6 separate regions of the Mus musculus genome follow, and all the other regions are linked to region 4. Evidence: chromatin contacts called from public ChIA-PET, Hi-C and HiChIP or PLAC-seq data. All regions are on one chromosome and are shown on one strand. Each heading gives the region's core, a stretch centred on a gene start, on an enhancer-like site or on the middle of the called end of the contact. The rest is flanking DNA. Distances are from core to core; before and after follow the strand shown. Region 1 holds the start of Stk10 (serine/threonine kinase 10). Region 2 overlaps Stk10 (serine/threonine kinase 10). Region 3 holds the start of Nprl3 (nitrogen permease regulator-like 3). Region 4 holds the start of Fgf18 (fibroblast growth factor 18). Region 5 holds the start of Sh3pxd2b (SH3 and PX domains 2B). Region 6 overlaps Stk10 (serine/threonine kinase 10).

What was found. A called contact is a pair of places that touch in the nucleus more often than the background predicts. ChIA-PET counts read pairs in DNA pulled down with a chosen protein or histone mark. HiChIP or PLAC-seq counts read pairs in DNA pulled down with a chosen protein or histone mark.
Region 1: a contact with region 4 is called in an RNA polymerase II ChIA-PET map of memory CD8 T cells, with 97 read pairs. The contact joins the promoter of Stk10 here to the promoter of Fgf18 in region 4. A contact is called at or near these places in 6 of 39 promoter capture datasets (the 3T3-L1 cell line, embryonic stem cells, frontonasal cranial neural crest and 3 more), 6 of 484 Hi-C or Micro-C datasets (the MNK3 cell line, the N1E-115 cell line, cortical neurons and 2 more) and 9 of 115 datasets of contacts at active chromatin or transcription factors (astrocytes, effector CD8 T cells, embryonic forebrain and 6 more).
Region 2: a contact with region 4 is called in an HNF4G HiChIP or PLAC-seq map of pancreatic cancer cells. The contact joins the enhancer-like site here to the promoter of Fgf18 in region 4. A contact is called at or near these places in 5 of 39 promoter capture datasets (cranial neural crest, hippocampal neurons, liver and 1 more), 4 of 115 datasets of contacts at active chromatin or transcription factors (astrocytes, differentiating embryonic stem cells, embryonic hindbrain and 1 more) and 1 of 9 other capture datasets (embryonic stem cells).
Region 3: a FOXA1 HiChIP or PLAC-seq map of pancreatic cancer cells shows a contact between it and region 4. The contact joins the promoter of Nprl3 here to the promoter of Fgf18 in region 4. A contact is called at or near these places in 4 of 39 promoter capture datasets (the C10 cell line, hippocampal neurons, liver and 1 more) and 4 of 115 datasets of contacts at active chromatin or transcription factors (bone marrow-derived macrophages, embryonic forebrain, forebrain and 1 more).
Region 5: an H3K4me3 HiChIP or PLAC-seq map of embryonic forebrain shows a contact between it and region 4, with 5 times the contacts expected there. The contact joins the promoter of Sh3pxd2b here to the promoter of Fgf18 in region 4. A contact is called at or near these places in 15 of 39 promoter capture datasets (the 3T3-L1 cell line, 3T3-L1-derived adipocytes, the C10 cell line and 10 more), 1 of 15 datasets of contacts at CTCF or cohesin (pro-B cells), 9 of 484 Hi-C or Micro-C datasets (the N1E-115 cell line, cerebellar granule neurons, cerebellum and 5 more), 6 of 115 datasets of contacts at active chromatin or transcription factors (astrocytes, embryonic forebrain, embryonic midbrain and 3 more) and 1 of 9 other capture datasets (embryonic stem cells).
Region 6: a contact with region 4 is called in a Hi-C map of cortical neurons, with 3 times the contacts expected there. The contact joins the enhancer-like site here to the promoter of Fgf18 in region 4. A contact is called at or near these places in 13 of 39 promoter capture datasets (the 3T3-L1 cell line, 3T3-L1-derived adipocytes, the C10 cell line and 8 more), 7 of 484 Hi-C or Micro-C datasets (cerebellar granule neurons, cerebellum, cerebral cortex and 3 more), 5 of 115 datasets of contacts at active chromatin or transcription factors (astrocytes, differentiating embryonic stem cells, embryonic forebrain and 2 more) and 3 of 9 other capture datasets (adipose tissue, embryonic stem cells and liver).

Annotation. Positions count from the first base shown.
Region 1 is chr11:32,531,599-32,534,882 of GRCm38.p6, forward strand. Stk10 (serine/threonine kinase 10) reads left to right here and starts at 1,668. Exons shown (of 19, transcript NM_009288.2): 1 at 1,668-1,961. The coding sequence starts at 1,806. It also overlaps a transcript of Efcab9 not described here.
Region 2 is chr11:32,563,265-32,567,011 of GRCm38.p6, forward strand. The region is part of intron 2 of Stk10 (serine/threonine kinase 10); the gene reads left to right. Among named protein-coding and RNA genes, the nearest start is that of Stk10, 32 kb to the left of the region's middle. Within about 2 kb of position 1,922, at least 175 of the 459 cell types and tissues checked have an H3K27ac peak or open chromatin away from gene starts, as enhancers often do. A contact at or near this core is called in pancreatic cancer cells and pre-B cells, where this site is marked.
Region 3 is chr11:32,266,282-32,269,553 of GRCm38.p6, forward strand. Nprl3 (nitrogen permease regulator-like 3) reads right to left here and starts at 1,426. Exons shown (of 13, transcript NM_181569.3): 1 at 1,142-1,426. The coding sequence starts at 1,259. RefSeq lists enhancers at 2,502-3,272, 2,665-3,047.
Region 4 is chr11:33,145,915-33,149,340 of GRCm38.p6, forward strand. Fgf18 (fibroblast growth factor 18) reads right to left here and starts at 1,486. Exons shown (of 5, transcript NM_008005.2): 1 at 1,328-1,486; 2 at 1,131-1,167. The coding sequence starts at 1,359. RefSeq lists promoters at 1,303-3,426, 1,303-2,246 and an enhancer at 2,061-2,091.
Region 5 is chr11:32,345,887-32,349,239 of GRCm38.p6, forward strand. It overlaps Sh3pxd2b (SH3 and PX domains 2B), which reads left to right and starts at 1,954. Exons shown (of 13, transcript NM_177364.4): 1 at 1,954-2,082. The coding sequence starts at 2,008.
Region 6 is chr11:32,586,663-32,590,326 of GRCm38.p6, forward strand. Stk10 (serine/threonine kinase 10) reads left to right here. Exons shown (of 19, transcript NM_009288.2): 5 at 651-723; 6 at 2,094-2,288; 7 at 2,748-2,829. Among named protein-coding and RNA genes, the nearest start is that of Fbxw11, 54 kb to the right of the region's middle. Within about 2 kb of position 1,544, at least 73 of the 459 cell types and tissues checked have an H3K27ac peak or open chromatin away from gene starts, as enhancers often do. A contact at or near this core is called in cerebellar granule neurons, cortical neurons and differentiating embryonic stem cells, where this site is marked.

The sequences.
Region 1 (3,284 bases), core at 418-2,917, 610 kb before region 4:
GTGGGGGGAAGGCACAGCCCTTCATTCACTAGATTAGTGTGAGGCTCTGTAGCCAGAGACAGTTGAGGAAAGAAACCCCGATTTAACAGAAGTTTCAAAGCAGCTTTGGTTCTGTTGAGCCTCCTTTTAACTCCAGCTACATAAGTTACACGCCCCCCACCCAAACACCTTACAAAACAAAAGTCACTCGTGATTTGGGGCAAGTTTCCGGAGTTGTGGAACTGTCCCTTTACGCCCCCACCCCCACCCCCTGCCACTGAGACCCAGCATTTTCACCACCAGAGTGAGATTCCTCATGGCTCTTTCCAGTCAGTCCCCGTGTCTGGGAGCAACTCCACAGCGTTGCCTTTTCTGGACCGGTCATAAAAATGCAGTCATACCTCGTGCGATCTTTGGGTCTGGCTTCTTTCATGTAGCAGGACATTTTTAACGGACCTTTCCATTTTTATCCTTACTTTGTTTTCTTTTGGAACTCCTGGAAATGGTTAGCGCATTCTGACCCTCTGTCCACCCGGTATAGCTGCACAGACTTCAGCAGGTCCCGCTCAACCGAGTGACAGATGTACACTTTGGCTGGTCCACAGGCTGACTCAACAAGAACAGTTTTGCATGACATTTTCTTCTTTTAATTATAAATTTTCCCCGCACTCATTTTGTGGTGGGAACAATTGGAACTGGAGCAACTTTTATTCCGGACGTCCTTAGCACACACAACCCTCTCCGCGCCTAGTATTCACTCTCCAGCCGGCTTTTCGAATGGGGGAACAGCATTTGGCGCGAGACTCTAGGGATATTTTCGAAGAGTCCGGACGAAGGGGACCAACAATTAAAACGCTTTCTCGAGTTAAGAGTGCCCGAGTGTGAGACACTCTTGTTCAGGATGGGAGGGTCTCCAGCATAGATTCTGCAGCTGCCCAGCCCCCAGCACAATCACTAGAACCCACGTTCTGATACCAAGCAAAGACGCTGTGCAAGATGCGGGACGCCCGCAGCCAAGGTAGAGAGGGATGAGGACCAGGATATAGGAGCACCATCCCAGAGATGACTCCGCTTTTATCTCTAATGGGGCTTTTTAATTCGCAAAATAACTAGAAAGTTTTACTTAATAAGGAATATATTTGCTAACCTACCATGAAGCCTAAAGGTCCTAAAGGGACTCTCGTTTCATGTCCAGCGTCCCGGCCGTTTGTGGCTGGCGGAGGCGGGGAAAGTCCGGATGGGCGTAAGCGCGGGGCTCTGCTTTCTGCGGGGCTCAGAGGCAGCACGAGACCTGCCTAGGAAGTGTGGCGAAAGCCACCTGGGACCGCGTGAACTTTGAGGCAAAGAGCACCGAGGACTGGGGTGAGTCCCGGGGCGAGGGGTGCGGGCATCTCGCGCGGGAAGCTGGCGAACCAAGCCTCAGCGGGAGAGTTCTGTGCGCTGATGCACCCACTCGGCACCGACGGCGGTTGAAAGACACCAGCTGAACCCCGGAGGTTTGGGGTTCCGGGAGGCGCAGCGGGCCCAGGGGCCGGCCACCCGGCGGACTACAGTCTCCAGAGTGCCCCGCGGCGCGGGCGGAGCCGCGAGCTCCCGCAGCCAATTGAGGGGTCTCGGGGCGCCGCAGAGCAGGTGGAGCCGGCGGGGACAGGCGCGCGCGCGGGTGCCGGGCGTCCTGCAGGCGGGTCTAGGAGGGGGCGGGGCGGGGCGGGCGGGCCGCGGTTCCTGCAGCTCCCTGTGGCCGCTGGCGCACTCGGCGGGTGCTGCGCTGCGAGGAGGGCGGCTCTCCGAAGCCGCGGGTCCTGTCGTCGCGCTCCTCATCCAGCATGGCTTTCGCCAATTTCCGCCGCATCTTGCGGTTATCCACCTTCGAGAAGAGAAAGTCCCGTGAATATGAGCACGTCCGCCGGGACCTGGACCCCAACGATGTATGGGAGATCGTGGGCGAGCTGGGAGACGGCGCCTTCGGCAAAGTCTACAAGGTGAGAGTTCCGATTGCTGAGCCTACCAGGTCCTGCGAGCCCCTGACCCCCACTCCCACCCCCCGCACAGCTGCTTCTGAGCACTTCCTGTGTGCCCTGTACAGGGCACAAAGGGACGTTTGTAGGATCGAGGCATCCCAGGGGGCTACCGGAGGCATCCCCAGGATCACGGTGATAGGGACACATCTTTTAAAGAGGGACTATACCGATGTTGTGGGAATATTCAGGCTCTGGGCTGTGCCTGCAAGGGTTGGGAGTTGAGGACACTTCTGAAGATGAGCCTACGATCGGTACTGGGGAGGTCAGAAGGGCCCTGGAGTAAGTGAGGACAGGCTTGGGATTAGAAGGCTCAACGGAAAGCGAGGACAGGGTCCTGTGAATGCAGCTGCAGGGCACAGATTTGGCTTCTAGTCGCCTGAGTCACCAGAGGCTCCCTGTCTGCAGTTACCTCTCCCCTGGAGGAAGACAGGCTGAGGAGGAGTGGGTGGGGCATAGATGATTCCATATAGACACGTGTGCAGACGGACAGCTCCTGGGGTTTGGTCCTCTGAGCCAATTCTGAGTGCCTGGGTTGTTGTTCAAAGTACCTAACTCATCTTGACTCCACCCTTTCTCATTTCCTCCTCCTCAACACCCTCCCCCTCCCCCGGCTTCCCCAACCAGGCTGCTCAGGCTGGTCTCCCAGATCTACTTGCCTCAGTCTCTGGAGTAGCTTGGACTGTAGGTTTGGCCACTACAGCATAGCATCCCCTACTTTTATTGGGAGACTCCCATAGTTCAGCTGTCTTAGCTGCCCTCCAAAGCCATATGTCATTGTCCTTGGGGCTTTGGTAGTTAGAGGCCTCACTGACCCTTTCAGGATGCTGGACCCCAGAAAGGGCTTTTCCAGTTCCCCAAGTCGGGCCATGCTCCCTTTGACTTGAAATTGATATGCTAGCGTTGGTCTGCTTCTCGCCCCAGAAGTGTGCTCCCTAGGAAAGATGCTATAGCATCCTTGGGAAGCTTGTAAGGAACTAAGACTCTCAGCTGGGCGTGGTGGTGCACACCTTCAATTCCTGCAGAGGCAGGCAGATCTGAGTCTGAGGCTAGCCTAATCTACAGAGTGAGTCCAGGACAGCCAGGGCCACACAGAAAAAAACCCTGACTCAGGGTGACACAAACAGAAAACCAAAGCAAACAGAAAGAAGCTTAAGACTCGGGCCCCACTCAGCACTCAGATTATAGTGCTCCAGCAGCTTGGAGCAGTAGCAGTTTGGAGGCCAGTCAGACCCTTGGAGACCTCCTCTCTGAGTTGTACTTCCTGTGGGAGGGCTGAGGAACCCC
Region 2 (3,747 bases), core at 672-3,171, 580 kb before region 4:
AACTTCTGCTCACCATTAAGGTCGGTCTCCCTCCCCTCCCACCCAGGTGCTGTGCACACACAGACCCCTCTCACCTCTGAGGCAGGTGCATTTCCTATGTCAGCCCTATTTTATACAGCGGACTCCGGAGGCTCAGCGAGGGTGCTATGGTTTGGATTAGGTTTTGTCCCCTGAGGACTCACGTGCTGGGACTTCATCCCAAGGGAAACACCGCAAAAGACTGGAGAAGTGAAAGGTAGTGGGCCCTTGTGCACTGCCCTTCTCCCTGCTTTCTAGAAGGATTGTGTTGACTTTGGAGTGTGCAGCTTCCCCTAGAAGGGTGAGCCTAGCAGTCCCACCTCTCTCCCAAGACTGCACCTCATGCAGCACCTCCTGACTTGGCTCAGAGAATGGTGGTTCTAACCTTCCCCCCCCACCCCACCCAGCGGGTCTGCCCTCAGTCCACCAGGGCTCCTGGTGGCCCTGACAAGGACTCTTAATTACAGCCCACAGCAGGAAGCCAGGCAATTGATCCTGCTCTCTTGTGTTTTGGGGCTTCCCCTTTTTGCTGGCCACTCCCCTGTTGCCCTCTCAGGAGGACTCAACAGGGCTGTCCCCATGAGAACCCTAACCCTGTGATTCTTGTGACCTCTGCTCCATTGTAAAACTGCTTATGTGGTTATGGCATTCCATAGGCCAGTCTCATGGGATTGATGCCACCCCCCTGGAGCAGGCGGAGACATTATTCATTCAGTGGTCATTCGTTCATACACTGAATTAGCTGCAGGAAGTTTTAGATGCTGGGAACACAGGCTCAGAGCTGGTCTAGTCTCTCAAGTGTCCTGTGAGGATGCCACTTGGGCGTTACTAGCTATATCTGTATTTAGTCCATTTACCAAACACTGGTCCCCTGTGTTACCTGTTTGACTGTGACCGGGAGGCAGGCTCTACAGTTATCCAGACTTGATGGATGAAGTTGCAGTTTCTGAGATGAGCAGACTGGTACACTCCATGAAGCCCAGGCATATCCTGGCCAAGGAGATGCATTGGCTCCATGAGGCTGTGCTATGGGAAAGAGGTGGCCCTGGGGATGTGGAAAGGCTGTGTCCCCACAACCCCCTTGTTAACTGGTGGGACTCGGGACCCTGACACTGCATATCTCTCTGGCTCTATGAGTTGTCAAGTGTTATCTGTTTGTTATACCCACTGTCCCATCTCACTATCCATCTCTGGCTTCAACCCTGCCTGCCTCTCAGGGATTCACTGCTATGAAGCCTTCAGTAAGTTATATGGTAGGGAATGCAAGCTCTGAGGAGGAGCCTCCTACACCATTGATGTGGCTCTTGTCCTGTGTGCCCTGTCTAAAGTATTCCAAGTCCTCGTCCTGAGTCCTTGGTGGCCATGATTGGAAATAGCCCTGGTTTATTCCCTTCTGGGCTCAGTGCTGTTTCTAGTTAGTCTTATGAAATGGTGGCCAGCCAGCCAGCCAGCTAGCCAGACTGAGTTGTCCCTCTCGAAATTGATTCTTTGACCTTCACTAGAGAACCTGAGCTTAGCTCTGACTTTAACGTTTCCTGCACTGTGGCCAGGAATGCAGCCCAGGGGACTCTGAGCCTGAAGCCCGGATGCCTAGTATCTAGGGTGGACTGACTAGGAGTGAAGCATGCCTGCCACAGAGTCACCTCAGTCCCATCTGAGAGATGCCTTGGGGCCTGGGCAAGCACCTTTGGGTATGGACATGGAGTGGAGGGTGGCTGGGGCCAGAACAGCAAACTGAACCGTCCACCCCTGCATGCATTCAAGGACCCAGGTTATTGCCTCTGATTCAAGCCTCATTCCAAGGCTGCCGGGTCCGGGGAAAGCTCATTCCTAACCCAGGCTTGCTGCAAGGTGGTGGGCGGAACTGGCATGGAAAAACAAGGCTGGACCGAGGAGGCCTCGTGGGTGTGGACGCCCCACTCAATGGCCACATTGTTTGGCTGATACTCAGAGGTGGGGAGGTCCAGGGACTCCACCTACAGGGACAGGCAGCTGACAGACTAGGCTGGATTTAGGTTGACTCTTGCTTTTTTTTTTTAAGTCTGCCTTCATGACTTCCTCTTTCAGGCTTTGGTTGACTAACCAGAAGCTTCCGTCTTCTGCACTGTGTTAGAGCCTGAAGGCCCCCAGCTCTTGACCTGGGGACTAGCTGCAGACACTATCCCTGCTTCCTCAAAGAGAAATGAATCCAGAGCGGAAAGGTGGCTGGCCGCAGGGTGGTTCAGCCGCCGCTCGTCACCACCAGCTTAAGTTTATTCCTTCTTCTTCACGTCTGTGCTGAGTAGCTTTGGGGCAGCCCTGTCAAGCCTCTATATTCTCATCTGTATAATAGGCTACCTGTGGCTCAAGGAATATTTATAGAATGCTTATTAGCACAGTGAATCTGCCCTAGTTTCTGTACATCTCAAAGTCATTTAACAAACACTTGTTGGTCATGTGCGGCTAGAGTCCTCTGTGCTTGTGGGTTCACCATCATCGGTACTGAACACACAGAGGCATCTTTCCTTGGCAGTGTTGCCTAGGTGATACAAGAGAGCAAGCATCCACTTAGCATTCCCATTGAGTTAGCCGCTGTCACCCTTCTAGAATCTTCCAGATGTGCGGGAGGATGTGTGGGTTCTGTGTGGACACGACACCATTCAGTCAGGGACTCTGGCATTGGTAGATTTCTATCTGTTGGGTCCTGGCCAGATTCCCAGACTGATGGACAATTGTACGAGGCCAGACTCTGACCACCAACGTTTCCCAAACACAAACTTGCTTGTTCTGTGAAAGAGTGACTACAGTCACACGGAGACCTAAAATGTTGATACCACAAAAGGTCATACAGATTTTGAGAACCTCATTTTCCAGATGGAGAAACAGGCCCAGGTAGGGGAAGGGTTAGGGTGGGACAGTGGCCCTTTATGGGGCTGTGTCCGTGTTGCTGTGTGTGCTCAGGAGTTTCTCACGTATAGGTCACCTGAGCTCTTGTTCCTGGTCAGTATATGGTAGTGGCCTCAGGAAAGGCCAGGGGTGGAGAATCGAGGCCCAGAGTCCTGAAGGTCAGCAGGGCGGTGGCTCACCTCTGGACTGTGTGTGACTCAATTGTCTCTGGGGGATGGTTACGGCTCTGGCATTGCCTGATGGGGCTGTTTGGGGGCTGTAAAAGTTAATGTCTAAGCCCTGGTGTGGCCAGGCCATGCTTATCTGGTCTGGGACATCCTGGTCCCTTTATCTCTGGGTGAGCAGCCTGCTCAGTCCATTCATGGAATGGAAGAGCCCAAGGGTTAGAGCCAGGAGGCGGAGGGGCTCATTCTCACTGACGCAGGGCCTGTGACTCAAGAAGCTTCCTGTGGCTTCCTCTGTGAGGTGGGATGGGGATGGGGGCTCTCTACACTCTCACAGGACCTACATTACCCCAATCCTGGTTCTGGCTCTGCCACTTTGTATTGCATGATCTGACTCTGAGACACAGGTCCTTGTATCTAAATGTGAATAAAATATCACCTAGTCCTGATCACACCAGGTGGCATTTATCAGCACATACCTACCATGTATCAGCCATGTGTTCTGGGTCCATGCTACAGTGAGCATCACCCCTAACTGAGATGTCAGCATCTTTCAGAGTATCTCCCGAAGAGCAAGTGTGACAATCCATGCAGAGCCTTTGCTCAGGGAATGGCATCAGAGAAGCACTCAGGCTGTGTTAGGTGTCATGGAAGGGGACACTGAAGCTGGCCTGGCTAG
Region 3 (3,272 bases), core at 176-2,675, 880 kb before region 4:
CCTGAAAAGACTGAAAACTACTGCCCTCAACAGGGGCTGGACGAATAAACCAGAGTACGCTCATCTCATGGACTTCACTGCAGTCATTAATAAGAACAAGGTGGCTGGCGGCGGTGGTGGCCCAGGCCTTTAGTCCCAGGACTCAGGAGGCAGAGGCAGGCAAATCTCTGAGTTCAAGGCCAGCCTGGTCTACAGAGTGAGTTTCAGGACAGCCAGGACTACACAGGAAACCTGTCTCAGGGTGAGGTTGAACCTGTTTAAGACATAGACATAAAGTACAGAAGAAAATGAGCAAAAAGACCATCCGGTCTATTTCAATATATATATATATATATATATATATATATATATATATATATATATATATATCAGGGAAAAAATGGGCCATGTAGTTCCTTTTGTACTTGGAATGTGTGCTTTGCTTGTGTATAAACAGATTTGGAAAATGGTGACGATAGTTGCCCTTTAGGGGGATGAGGGAGGGGGTTCTGAGAGCTTGGTACCATCTTTATGTTTTTATAACTTAAAACCCTTTGTATTATATTAGCGAGCTTTAAAGAACACTGCCTACAGAGGCAGGCTATGCCTGATCCATGCAGCAGTGTACTGCGACTAGACAGGAGTTATGTGCTCAATAACTCCAAGAACCTTCAAGGCGGATGCTACAAAATAACAAATGAGTGTCCTGAGATTCTCTGAGGGGCTCGGGGAAAGGATGATGCTGTATTTTATTTTTTGGTGGGTACACTTTCAGAGTTTATATACAGGAGGGATGATTATCAAGATGGTGAGCAGTTATCCACAATGGGCATGGACCAGAGTTCAAGATCAACTTCAGACCTTAAAGTCGCTTATATTTTCTAAAATAACTTATAAATTCGTGTCTGTGCTTGTAAAATCTGGTGTCTTTCTGGATTTGTCTGGAGAAATGGCTGGCCTTGGGCTCATGGCAATACCCCGGCCTCCGCGTCCGGGGCGCTGGGATCCCAGATGCGCACCACTGCTGGAGCTGGCAATTCTTACGCATTTTTATTTCATGGGCTGGAGACTCAGGAGTCGTGCCGCGGCCCCTCTCCTCCTCCTCCTCCTCCGCACTGTGCACTGCGCGTGGCGGGGCGGGTGACCGCCAGGAGCCACTTACTTGTCTGGGACGCGGGGTGCTCCTGGCTCCTCTGGAAGGGGTACCTGAAGAGCAGCTTATTGCCCCTGCTGCCCGAGCTCACCAGGATCACGCTGATGGGGCTGGTATTGTCCCCCATCCTGCGGGAGCCCGGGCGTGCGCCTGAGAGGAACTCGCGTAGGGACCGCAAAAGCCGAAGGCAGGCGCCGGGCCCGCAGGGACACGGAGGAAGCCGGCACCTCGGCCTCGGCGCTCACTCTCGCGAGACTTCGCCGAGCGGCGCTCCACAGCCCCCGCGCATGCCCGGACAGGCGACTGCGCCGGCGCGACGCCTTGGCTGCACTCTAGTAGCTCGCTAGGGAAAGCTGTCTGCAGTTTAAAGTCATACACTTGATTTAACCAGAGCGTATAAACTTTAAACTGTAAGAAAGGCAGGAGCGGTGGTCTGGATTGTACTAGCCTGCTCATCACATAACAATCATGTTTTCAAACTTTACAAAGAGAGAAAATAGTCGTATTTCAACCTCCCCCTCCCCGCCCCCCAACTATTACTCAATGAGAAGGTACCATTTGAATATTTGCCAGTGTCTGAGAGTTGCACTTATGTTTGCCTTTTGATGGTTTGGATGTGTGATGTGAAAGGAATGACTTTAACTCATTTTGCAAGCCTTTATCCCAGTCATGTGTGATTTGAGTGTTGTGTGAGGTCAGGAGTAGGAAGGGGCTGGGAGGGAAGCAGACAGAGAGATGGAACCAGGTGCCTGGGATGGGTCGTGGGACCTTCCCACGGAACCAGCGGGAGTGCATAGGGACCGGGGCACTTGAGCCAGGCAGGACTGTGGTCCAGGTTTTCCCTCTTACTCCCCCGGGCCATTCTGCCACTTGATTAGCCAGAGCCTTGGGACCCCAGTGGTTGCCTCTGAGATAGGAAGACCTAAACCAAGGAGCCCAGAGTTTCCCCAACTATGATCTCTGGACCCATTTTTTGCCAGCAACCTTCACAGGAGTATTCACAGTATAATTTTCTATGTAATTAATAGTGACAGCCAGGCTCAGTGGTGGAGACCTGTATTTCCAGCTACTAGGGAGACTAGGGTAGCAGGATAGGAAGTTAAAGCCAGGCAGGGCAACTCATTGAGGCCTTCTCAAAAAGGGAAAGAGATGTTGCTTGCTAGTGAGCACTTGACATTATATACGAGGCCCTGGGTTCAATCTTTTCTACCGTCACTAGCTCTGAAATGGACGTGGTAATAATGCTGCGTGTGGGGGAAATGATGAGATCCCAGTCTACAGAAGTCCACTGTACTCCCCTCTGAGGCTGCCTTACCCAATACTGACAGCACTGGATAGGAGAACCCAGGACTAACTAACCTGGGATGCATCACCTCAACTCCCAAGGTGTCCACATCATTGTGAAGAAATACCATCAGCTATTCCAGAAATCAAAACGTAGGTCACACCGTGGACTCCACTGGGGACCCCAGTTTCCCCGCCAGAAGCTGGATTTGAGCTGTTGTGAAGGAGCAGAGCCAGCCTGAGCTCTGCAGGCCATACCTTCCGACTCTGATGTTAAAGTCTTACAGAAGAGAGGCTTCATTTCAAATGTAAAACAATGTGGATTCAAGACCCCCTCTGCAGAAGTAAACCTTTGGAAACTGGAACTTTGGACCCTTGCACCCCATCCCCCAAGGTCTCCCTTAGGTAGAGTAGGAAACCATATGGGTGCCAGGCCTTATCTGTCCCGTCACTTGCTCAGGCCAAGGGCTGGGTGGAGCTCACAGACGCTATCTGGGAGCTGCCTTCTTCACTGAGTGTTCCTCTCCAAGAAAGAGCCACTCGCCCACAACAGAAATAGTTTTAAACTCTCTGCCCTGTCCTGAATCCTATGGCTAGAGATGACCCTTCATCACACTGGGTCGGAAGTTGAGTCTAAAGTCATCAGAAAGGTTTAATTGGTGAAACTGAATGGACGAGATTAATTTGCCTCCCATGGTCACCTTTCTTGGGGGATCTACAGACTGCCCTCCCAAGTCTGGTTTCTTCTACTTGATTGAACAGACAGACCTGATCTGAGTCAAATTGCTCAAGTTCAAAATGTGCCTGGAGCTTGCAGAACTGACTATAGATCAGCAGCTCCAGCATCCCGGACTCC
Region 4 (3,426 bases), core at 236-2,735:
GCACAGGGCTGTCTCCAGGCATCTCCAGAACTCAGAAGGCTACAACCAAGCATCTTCCCATTAGCCCTGCAAGGACACCTGCCTTTCACGGAGAGGGGGAGGGGACAGATAATCCTCTTTTGGCCTATGTCCAGTTTATTCTGGGTCCCCTCCCTTGTAGCTGTAGGTAGGTGGAGGTATTGGGCAGCTGGTGTTTCCTATTCTTATTGCCACCCCCCCCCACACACACACCCCGCCCCACACACACCATGCTGAGGCAGCCCTGGTCTGGTTCTAATCGGGGCTGAAGTCGACTCCCTACCCCCCCCCCCCTTTTCCTTCATTTCCACGGCTTTGGAAGCCAGAGCATTCCAACTGTCTGTGTGCCAAGACCTTCCCGAGTCTGAAAGCTGCTGAAGTAACAGATCAGATTTTAGCAAGTGCTTTCCAGGCTGAGCGCCAAGCCCTTTTCTGATTCACAGAGAGCGAACGGGGACCAGGCAGGGAACAAGCCCTGGGCTGCACCACCTTGGGCAAGGACATGTGGAGCAGAGCGCAGCAGGATGGGGAGAACTCTCTCTCTCTCTCTCTCTCTCTCTCTCTCTCTCTCTCTCTCTCTCTCTCTCCACACACACACACACACACACACACACACACACACACACACACACACAGAGTAATTTACAACTAAAGCTCTCTCTCTCTGGACTCAAAATCCACTTAGCTGAAAACAACCTTTTTGTCTGCAGGGACAAGCAAGCCGTAAAGGGACAGTTGGCATAAAAACCTCTAGGTCCCTACCTCGCCAGCTGTGGTCGGAGGTTGGAGTCCCACACATCACTCGGGCCAGAGTCAGCCCTCCGACTCTGAGAGATTTCCCTACCGAGGCTGACCGAGGCCGCGACAGTCTGCACTGGCTCAAGCAGTAGCTCCTAGCCCTTGGCCTGATACCGCCAGCGCAGGACGCGCGCGAAGCCGCCCTTCTGCGCCCTGGGAACAGGTGCACTGGGCTTGTTGCCCAGGAGGGGTGGGGCACCGAGAGGGGGCGCGGTCCCGGGAAGGGGGGTCGGCCAGCACCTCGAAGAAGAGCGCGCTGGGGTTGGCAGGGGGGTGGGGGAGAGACACGACTCGACTCTCAGGAGCCCACGTACCTGAACCTGGAAGCACAGCAGTAGAAAGTGTAAACACCTGCGGGAGAAAGAGGGAGAGGAGGTCAGTGAGATCCGAGGAAGGGGCACAGATAGACAGACAGACACGTAGCAGAAAGTCGGGCGGACAGACAGACAGAGCCACACACGCACAGGGACAGGCATCCAGGCAGGGTGGCCAGACCCGGGCGGGTGCTTACAGGCAAGTGCAGGCGGAGGGCGCTGAATACATCGCGGGGCGGGGGGGGAGGCGGCGGCTCCTAGCCCAGCCTGCACATGTCCGCTCCGCGCGGCCGGGACCGGGCGCCTCCGCCGCCGCCGCCGCCGCCGCCGCCGCTGCTGCTGCTCCCTCCTTGCCGGCTGCTTCTGCAGACTCTGCTGCTCCGGGGCGCTCCGCGGCGCGCCCTGCGGCATCAGCGCCCCGCGCGGCTCCTCCGGAGCGCTGCGCCCTCCGAGCCGGCGCGGGGGCTGTGGGGCGAACGCGGTGCGGGAGGAGCCCGGCCGGTGCGGGGAAGCTGGACTGAAGCGGGCGGACGGGAGGGCCGTCTGGACGTTCGCGAGACGCGGGCTGCGGGTTCAGTCCAGGGGCAGCATGCACGGCGGGTGCTGCGGCAGAGGCGCCGCAACCGGGACGCGAGGCTAGCGGGGCCGGGGTCAGCGCTCCGAGGCTGGGGCGCGCATCTGCAGTGCGAACGCGTCACGGCCGCTCCGTCTGGGCGCCCGCCGGCTCATGTCTCCTCCTCTGTGTCTCTCCGGCCGTGCGCATCGCCGCCTCCCACCGCTGGCGGCGGCCGGGGCGTTTTCTACGCGAGGGCGGCGAGGGGGCGGGGGGCCAGGGGCGGGTCCGGGCCCGCGCCGGCACAATGAGGATGCGGGGCCCGGGGGCTCCCCCCTCGGGGCGCGGCCGGACGGGCGCTCAGCGCGGCTGGGTGCGCCGCGCCCACATCAAAGCCGGCCCTGCCTGCTCGCCTGCCTGCCGCGGCCTCTCCGCTGCCTCCTCCTTCTGGCGGCTCAGGGTTGGAGGGGAGGCACTCAATACTGTCGGCAATGGGACTGGCCGTTCAGCATGGCAGAACCCACGAAGCTGGACCTGGTGAGCGCTGGAAGCCGTCGGAGCTCTCCGACACAAGGCTAATATTGGCCGAATGGAGCAGGCGGGGTTCCCAAAGAATGCTCACATTTGCTGTTCATATTCACATCCACTAGAGTTGGGAAGCAAGGGGAGGACAGACGAGGCCCGCCCGGTGGGGTGACTCAACTGAAAGGAGTCGTGTTTACCCTTACCCTTAGGCCACGCAAGATAGTGGCTTTTCCCAGACACACGCACCACCACCACAACCACCACCGTGGGATGACTACGCTAAGTAACGCCTTCTTCTGTTTTGCCGTAGGAGATGGCAAAGTCTCAGGGGCGTCTCTCTCCCTTCCCCCGCTCTGGGACTCTAAGGTCGGTTCTAGGGATTCCAGCTGCGTTCTCTAGTTAGGTGACCCGGGTTTTGGAAGCACACGGCTACCACCTAGCGGCTCAAAAATGTCGCTGTAACCTCGCCCCTGAATGGCTACATGCCTGGGAGTAGCCAGGACTCTGGTCAGCGCTCACTCCAGGTCCTCTTCAGTTCGCAATCTAAGCAGCTAGTTTTCCTGCCCTTGATCACCAACCCTGAACTTTTTCTGTCCTTCCATTAACCCCCAAATGTAGATATTGTTGTCAGAGGCCTGCCTCATTCTGTCTAGAGCCTGGGTCAGCCAAGTTCTGCTTTGGACTGATGCTAAAACAAACAGGTCACAGTGGGCAAGAAACTAGAGAACGAGCTCAAAATGCAAAACTCAGGAATTCGGATTATTTGATTTAAAGGCCTTGTGTCCGTAGCTGTGGTTGTTATTCCCCGTTCGCTGGAGCAAAGTGAAGAAGGTGCTGCTCGGTGGTGTTATTTCTCAAGTTATAGAAACATAGTATTTGTTCCAAGGACCAGACCTCCCTGTAAGCGACTTTCAGTTCTTTTTCAAAGTTGAGGCTAAGGGGGCAGTATTAAAAACAAATCCTGAAAACCTTTGCGAAATCGAGTTGTTGAGAGAATTGTTGCATGAAAGGAAGTTGATTTTATGTTTATTGTCTGGGCTGCCTGAACTAGCCTTGCAAAGTTACTAGTAACTTCCTAAATTCTGGAACCAACCAACCAATAGAGTGAAATGACAAACCACAAATAGGGCTGAACCAAAAAGTGGTCTTGCTTTACAGACTGGCACACGTGTATCTGCTGACATGTTTCATGTATCTTCTGGCTAAAATTAATTTTTT
Region 5 (3,353 bases), core at 704-3,203, 800 kb before region 4:
CCAGCACACAGGTGTACATGAGATAGAGCCTTCCTATATATAAAATAAGTAAACAAAATTGCCACCAGGAAGACAGGCATGCAGCGCCACAAAAGAATGAGCAAATCCAGGTAGAATTACCATGCAATCCAGAACATACTCTAAAGAACTACTGAGTAAGGACTTTGAACAGACATCTGTATGTCAACATTCCCAGCAGCCTTAGTCACAATAGCCCAAGGGTGGCAACAGCCAAAGTGACCACATTTATATGAATAAAGAAAAGGAAGGGCTAGGAAACACACAATGAAAAAGTATTCAGCCACAAAAAGGAAGGAGGTTCTGAAGCAGGTAGCAAGGACGCAGATGCACCTTGTGGGTGCTTAACTAAAATGAGGCGGACACCCAAGGACAAAAGCTGCAAGGCTGAACTGTTGTGAGCGACCCAGAGTGATCCGACTCACACTCAGAAATCAGCCGGCAAGGGTGGGAGGTGGAGGATGGGGGCAAGGATGACGGGACAGGGAAGATGATGGCATTACTACAGCTACAGGCAGAGCTGGGGAACTGGGAAGTGGGAGGAGCTAGCTGATTCAGGTACATCCAACTTCTACAGTCTGTGCTTCTGCTTTGTGCAGGACATGAGAGAAACCAGCGGGTGCCTTGGGTGGCAGCTCTGCTGGGGAAGCACCTTAGGATCTGGTGCACTGGAGGGAATTACTGGGCCAGGGAGGGCCCTGGTTCCAAATGGATGCCACTCTCCACAATCTCCGAGTGGGTCAGTAAGAACAGCTTAATCAAGAGCGCCAAGAAGATAGTCCTGTGCCTGAGGCAGCACAAAGCCATCTTTGGTACAAAACTGGCTTTGGTAAAGACAATCCTCCCGCCTTGGCCTGGTACCAATCAAGTAACCCCTTCTATTAGTGAAGCCCATCCAGACCAGCCTTCAAGGCCAGAACAGCAGAAAGCACGGACAAAGAAGCCAAAAAGGCAATAGAGGGGTTTCCAGAGGGATTCAAAATAAAGTAGTCTGCAAGGCCTGCCTGGACTGACGAGAACTCTCCCTTAAGAAATTCCTCGACTGATCTATGGGTGGGGAGGTGCCTGAAGGGGAACCCCTGCTTCGTGGCTGAGAAACCACTACCTGCAGTCTGAACTTCCTATCCATGGTGTTATGTGTGTCCATCCATCCATCCATCCATCCATCCATTCATTCAGCCAGCATCTGTTAGTTACTGAGCGCCCAGCCAATGCTAGGATGAGCTAGAGAAAAGAGATGTGGAGCCACTTGTAGCTTTGCTTTGCTTAGTGTGGGGCAACCATGGGTTGGACCCACCTGCTCCATGAATCTAGAGGCTGTCCTCAGGTCCTCTGTAAAAGGCGATTAACCATCCCCTCCTGACCCCCAACTCCCAGGTGTTGTGAGATTTTAAGTGAGCATCCGTGATAATGACAGGGCACAGGGCCAGGTGTGGACTCAGTCCCCCACGGGGTCAGGGGCTTGCTACCTACCCAGCATCCCTGCTCTCTTTCACCTTCGCAGCCCTGTGCAGGGCTGCCAGGCCATTTTTGCAGTTTTTCCTCTCCCTGTCATAGACAGTAAACCCAAGAGACCTAGTGACCACCTCTCCCTGACCCCCAGCCCCCGCCCCCAGCCCTGGGGGCAAGCGATCGGATTTATAGCGACTGGCACGCCAGCGGTTCTCACACACCGAGGGGGATGGGCAACCTCCCTGAGCCCTTAACGGGAATGGAGAGCTCGAGCAAGATGCTTGGGTGCCTGGGTTTAGAGTCGCCAGGCCCGGGCGCGGGGGGCGGAGCGCGCCGTCCCGCCGGGCGCGGGGACAAAGGCCCGCGGGCGGACGTGGCCGGGCCGGGCCGGGAGGGCCCTTTAAGCAGGGTGGGCGGGCGGCGTGGAGGCGGGCAGGGGCGGGGCGCGGAGGGCGGTGGCGGCGGCGGCAAGTGCTCGGCGGCAAGGATCGCTTTGGCCCGGCCCGGCCCGCACGGCGCTGGGCGCGGAGAACGGCCATGCCGCCGCGGCGCAGTATCGTGGAGGTGAAGGTGCTGGACGTGCAGAAGCGGCGCGTGCCCAACAAGCATTATGTGAGTCGGCGTCCGCGCCACGCGGCGATCCCAGCCCCGCGCAGAACTTGTGCCCCGCGCCCTCACCGCCGTCTCCCCACGCGCCCCGGGTCCCCGCGCCCTCCCTGCTGTCTGTCTCCCCACGAGCCCTTGGTCCCTGTGCCTTCCCCGCCATCTCCCCGCTCGCCCCTTGGTCCTCGCCATCTCCTCGCGAGCTCTCGCCTTGCCCACCCGTACAAAAGTCTGGCCCCAGCCGCTGCTGCAGACTAAGACAGAAACCAGGAGAGAAACCCACGGAGCCGTGGGTCTCAGGCCACCCTCCTACCCAGAGGCGCCCAGCCTCATAGGATTAGCGAACCTAGCCCTTCATCCTTCTGTGCATGGGTCATTTGAGCGCCCCTTCCCTGTAACTTCCGCTTAACAATGTGGGAAAGTTTCCCCAGGAGTAACCCCCCTCTGTGACAGGAGAATTTTGTTTGGAGCTGCTAAGGTGTGGAGGAAATGGGTCCCTGGCATCATTTTGCAGATGGGAACGCTGAGACTCAAAGGCTGAGGATTCTCAAACGTGGACGATGGGCCTGGGGCCCACGGTGACCCTCAAGTGGGAAGTGGCCTCTCAGGCTGCTTGGGGACTTTGTTGGAGGTTGAGGTGGCCTTGGTTCCACCTCAGAGGTTCTGGGTAGTAGGACAGTGGATTTAGAGGAGGCCCTGGGGACTTCACTCCAGGTGTGAGGGGGACTGGCTTCCCTGTGGCTGTGCCAGTCCTGAAGAAGTTAACCAGGAAAGAAAAAAGCAAGAGGGAGGGAAAAAAAAATCCTAACAAAGAAGTGAGGAACAATGACTAGAGAGGGCGTTGGCTGGAGAAAGGCTGGCCAGGGGCCTCCCTGGAAGCCCCTTTGGATCTATTTGTTTAAGAGATCCATTCTTACAAAGCAGACAGCTATACATGCCTTCCCTGAGTCGCCCATAAAATTCTGAAAGGAGATGGCCGGGTATCCACTGTACTCTACAAGAAAGGGTGTGCTGTGTTCCAGTGTATTGTTATAGTCTAGGCCTTCAGTAACTCAGCCCTGGGCCAGCCAGCGGGGGGCTGCTTCCTGGACCTGTGGTATCTTTAAATAGAGCTAAGTTTTCCCTGCTTCAGAGCTCAGCTAAATTGTCTTGGTTTCCCCACCCCCACTCCCTTTCCCCCCCCCCCCCCCCTTAACTATTTCAAATGCTGCCAAGTCTTGGTTTCTTGTTGAAGCCTGTTGAGTTGCCTCTTGGGTATGGGACAGTTTTCAGCAACACAC
Region 6 (3,664 bases), core at 294-2,793, 560 kb before region 4:
CACTGCCTGGCACAAAGGTCTATTTTTTAAATGACAGTTATGTAATTCTGGTTGCCACTGTGTATTTGAACAGCACACTGATGAGTATTGCAGTTGTTTGTACTTAGTGTTATTTTGTAGATTCTTAATTGGATTTATAGATTACTGGGCCGGGCGCTGGAGAGATGGCTCAGCGGGTAAGAACACTGACTGCTCTTCCAGAGGTCCTGAGTTCAAATTCCAGCAACCACATGGTGGCTCACAACCATCTGTAATGAAATCTAATGCCGTCCTCTTGTGTGTCTGAAGACAGCTACAGTGTAGTTATATATAATAAATAAATAAATCTTTAAAAACAATGAAGTATATCTTAAAATAACTATTCTGTTTGTTGAATATCAACAGTTGAAAATATTAAAATCATGTTCTACAAAAAAAAATCTTTTAAAAAAAAGAGATTACTATATCAAATGAGCCTGGCCCTTTTTTTTTTTTTAAGACAGGGTCTCACAAACAAACAAACAAACAAAAAGTCCCCAAGCATGCTTGCCTCATCCCCGAGTCCCGAAATTGTGTTCCTGAGTCCACACCACACCAAGGACTTTACCCAAAGGGTGTGGGTGGGGAAGACTCCCTCGACCATGACTTTATCTTAGGGTTTTGTCTTGCAGCTGATTTTGGTGTGTCTGCCAAGAATCTGAAAACTCTGCAAAAGCGAGACTCCTTCATAGGGACACCTTACTGGTGAGTCGTGGGGCCTCTGGGGACATAGCAAGCCTAACACCCCGTGGTTAGTTGCCTCTGGGTGGATTGTGTGTGGGGCACGCGGTGCCAGTTCAGAGCCCTTAGTCAGCCGCTCAAACTGTGTGTGTCTAGCATCTGCTTCTCTTCTGGGTACTCCTGCGCCTAGCACAAGTGGCTTAGCTTCCCCACGCCCTCGTCTGTAAACTGGGGTTACAGTGGAAAGCACCCCACTAATAAACTAAACCGGATTCCTGAAAAGGTGCTTCAGCTCTTGGTTCGTCTAACACTTGTACTGAGTTTAGGGTGCTGGCTATGGGCGGGGTACATGAGAACAATGTAAATTCACTTCCTGTCCTCATGAGAAATCTCCCTGGGCCTCTCTTACGCCTGTTGTGTCTTGTCCTTTTTCAAAACTCTAACTTAAAATAAAAACCACCTATGAGAAGAGGGCTCTCTTGTAGAGGAAGACACCTGAAGTCTTGCTTTGGCCTCAGCCTGCAGATGTGTGGAGCTGGGCCCCACCTTCCCACACCTGCAGTGCATCCATTCAGGCTCAGGCATCCAATCTCCGGCTTATGCATCCAGGCTCAGGCTCAGACATCCAGGCTTAGGCTGCAGGAATCCAGGCTCAGGCTGCAGGCATCCAGGCTCAGGCTGCAGGCATCCAGGCTTAGGCATCCAGCCTCAGGCTGCAGGCATCCAGGCTCAGGCATCCAGCCTCAGGCATCCAGGCTGCAGGCATCCAGGCTCAGGTTGCAGGCATCCAGGCATCCAGGCTCAGGCTGCAGGAATCCAGCCTCAGGCTGCAGGAATCCAGCCTCAGGCATCCAGGCTGCAGGCATCCAGGCTCAGGCTGCAGGCATCCAGGCTGCAGGCATCCAGGTGGCACCCCAAGCCCAAGCTCTCACTCAGTTTCACACCTGATTACTTTGTGTTCTGTTTTTACAACTGGCCATGGTGTTCAGCCCCTTCCTTGCTTGCTTACTACTCTTAACTCTTTCTCTCCCACCCCTCCCGTTATTCCTTTCTCTTCTCTCCCATCCCCCTTTCTCTCTGTGATGTCCTGTTCTGTCTACCCCACTGTCCTACCTTGTTTGTTTTTTGCTGGAACCTTCGCCCCTCTGCCCTCACCCACCTGCCCCTTCCCCAGGACTCTGTTCTGGATGGCTGCTGCCACCTTGTGGCGGGCTCCAGGAACTGCAGCGGGCCGAGACCCTTGAGGAAGACAATAGGATGCCAGTAATTCAAATCATGGCTTCAAATACTGCCAAACCTCCAGTGTGGTGCTGGTGGTGTTCGAGACGCTGAAGCTACGAGCGGCATCCTCAGGGGCCCAATTCTTAGCCCTTATTGTTCCTTGGTTGGCTCAGGATGGCCCCTGAGGTGGTGCTGTGTGAAACCATGAAGGACGCCCCCTATGACTACAAGGCTGACATCTGGTCCTTGGGCATCACGCTGATCGAGATGGCGCAGATCGAGCCCCCACACCACGAGCTCAACCCCATGCGGGTCCTGCTCAAGATTGCCAAGTCGGACCCTCCTACCCTGCTTACACCCTCCAAGTGGTAAGGAGAGCTGTGTAATCCTGGAGGGTCGGAAGCCACTCCAGAGACGTGTGGTGCTGGGTCTGCGTGTGCACAGTGGACTCTAAAGTCGGGGATGGGGGGAACGGAGGAGAGGGCCACCTCCAGGCCTTTCTGAACTGCCCTCCTGAACTATACAAAACCTTAGACACGAGAGCAAGGCCAGTTAGCCAGGACGAGATCCCGTTATGTCCCGGAACATATTGAATAGGATCAGAGCCCAATCAGCCACATGGCCAGGCTGGGAATGGGGACTTAGGTTTAGATTCTGACACTGCCATGCTCATTCCCATCCTGCTTATGTTCCTTTTAGACGTCTGTGTCCTGGACAGTGGTGTGCATGATAAGAAGGCTGTCCCATGGACCCTGTCTCCACACACCCAGCCCTGGGCGTGCGGTGCCCGGGCTGTGGCTCACTCCTTACTTACGCCTGTCCTCCAGGTCTGTGGAGTTCCGAGACTTTCTGAAGATAGCCTTGGATAAGAACCCAGAAACCCGGCCCAGTGCTGCACAGCTGCTGCAGGTGAGGGAGATTCGTTGCATTGTTCCTCAGAGGCACCGGCAAGGTCAAGTTCTTAGCCGGCTGTGAGGTACGGTGCCCAATGTGAGGAATGCTCCATGTGTCCGGTGAACTCAGATGTGGTGGCTCACACCTCTAAGTCCAGCACCTGGGACAGACACAAGGTTTTGCATAGAGGCAAGAGGATCACTGCAAGTTTAAGGCCAGCCAGGAGCTTAGCAAGTTCCAGGCCAGCCAGAGCTGTTATGTAGAGAGACCCTTTCTCAAAAAGAAAAACAAAACAGAAGTGGATCCATCGCATGGGAGATTCTGACTTTCCTTCCACACTTCTGGTTCAAAATCAAATGTGTGGCCTTCCTCAAGGCCCACTTTCAGCATGGCGTGTTTGTTTGGGAGACGGAGCTGCTGTAAGGTGCAAAGGCCCCAAGCCTCTTGGGACCGGTTGCTTCCTGTAAATGGCACCTCCCGTGCCAGGGTATCCGGCCTGCCTGACATGGTCAGGGCAGAGACCAGCTGTCACCCGGAGCCTTGGCAGGAGCCAGGAATTCCACTTCCTAGCTGAAGCAGTGTCTGCCAGGGGATTCTCAGTGCGCAGTGGAAGAGCACAGGGCAGAGGGGGCGGGAGGAGGTCTGCCTCAGTTTACCCAGGTGCCCTCAAATGGGCTGGGGCTTCTCCAGTACCTCTTAAAATGTAGGGTGGGAGGGATACAGGGGTCTGCCAGACCTGAGGACAGTGGGCTCAAAGGGGAAGTCCTTGCCCAAGGTCATCTGGTTGGAATGGCAGCTTGGGGCACATCTTGGCTGTGGGCACCTCAGCCCTGTATCTGCTAATCCCTGT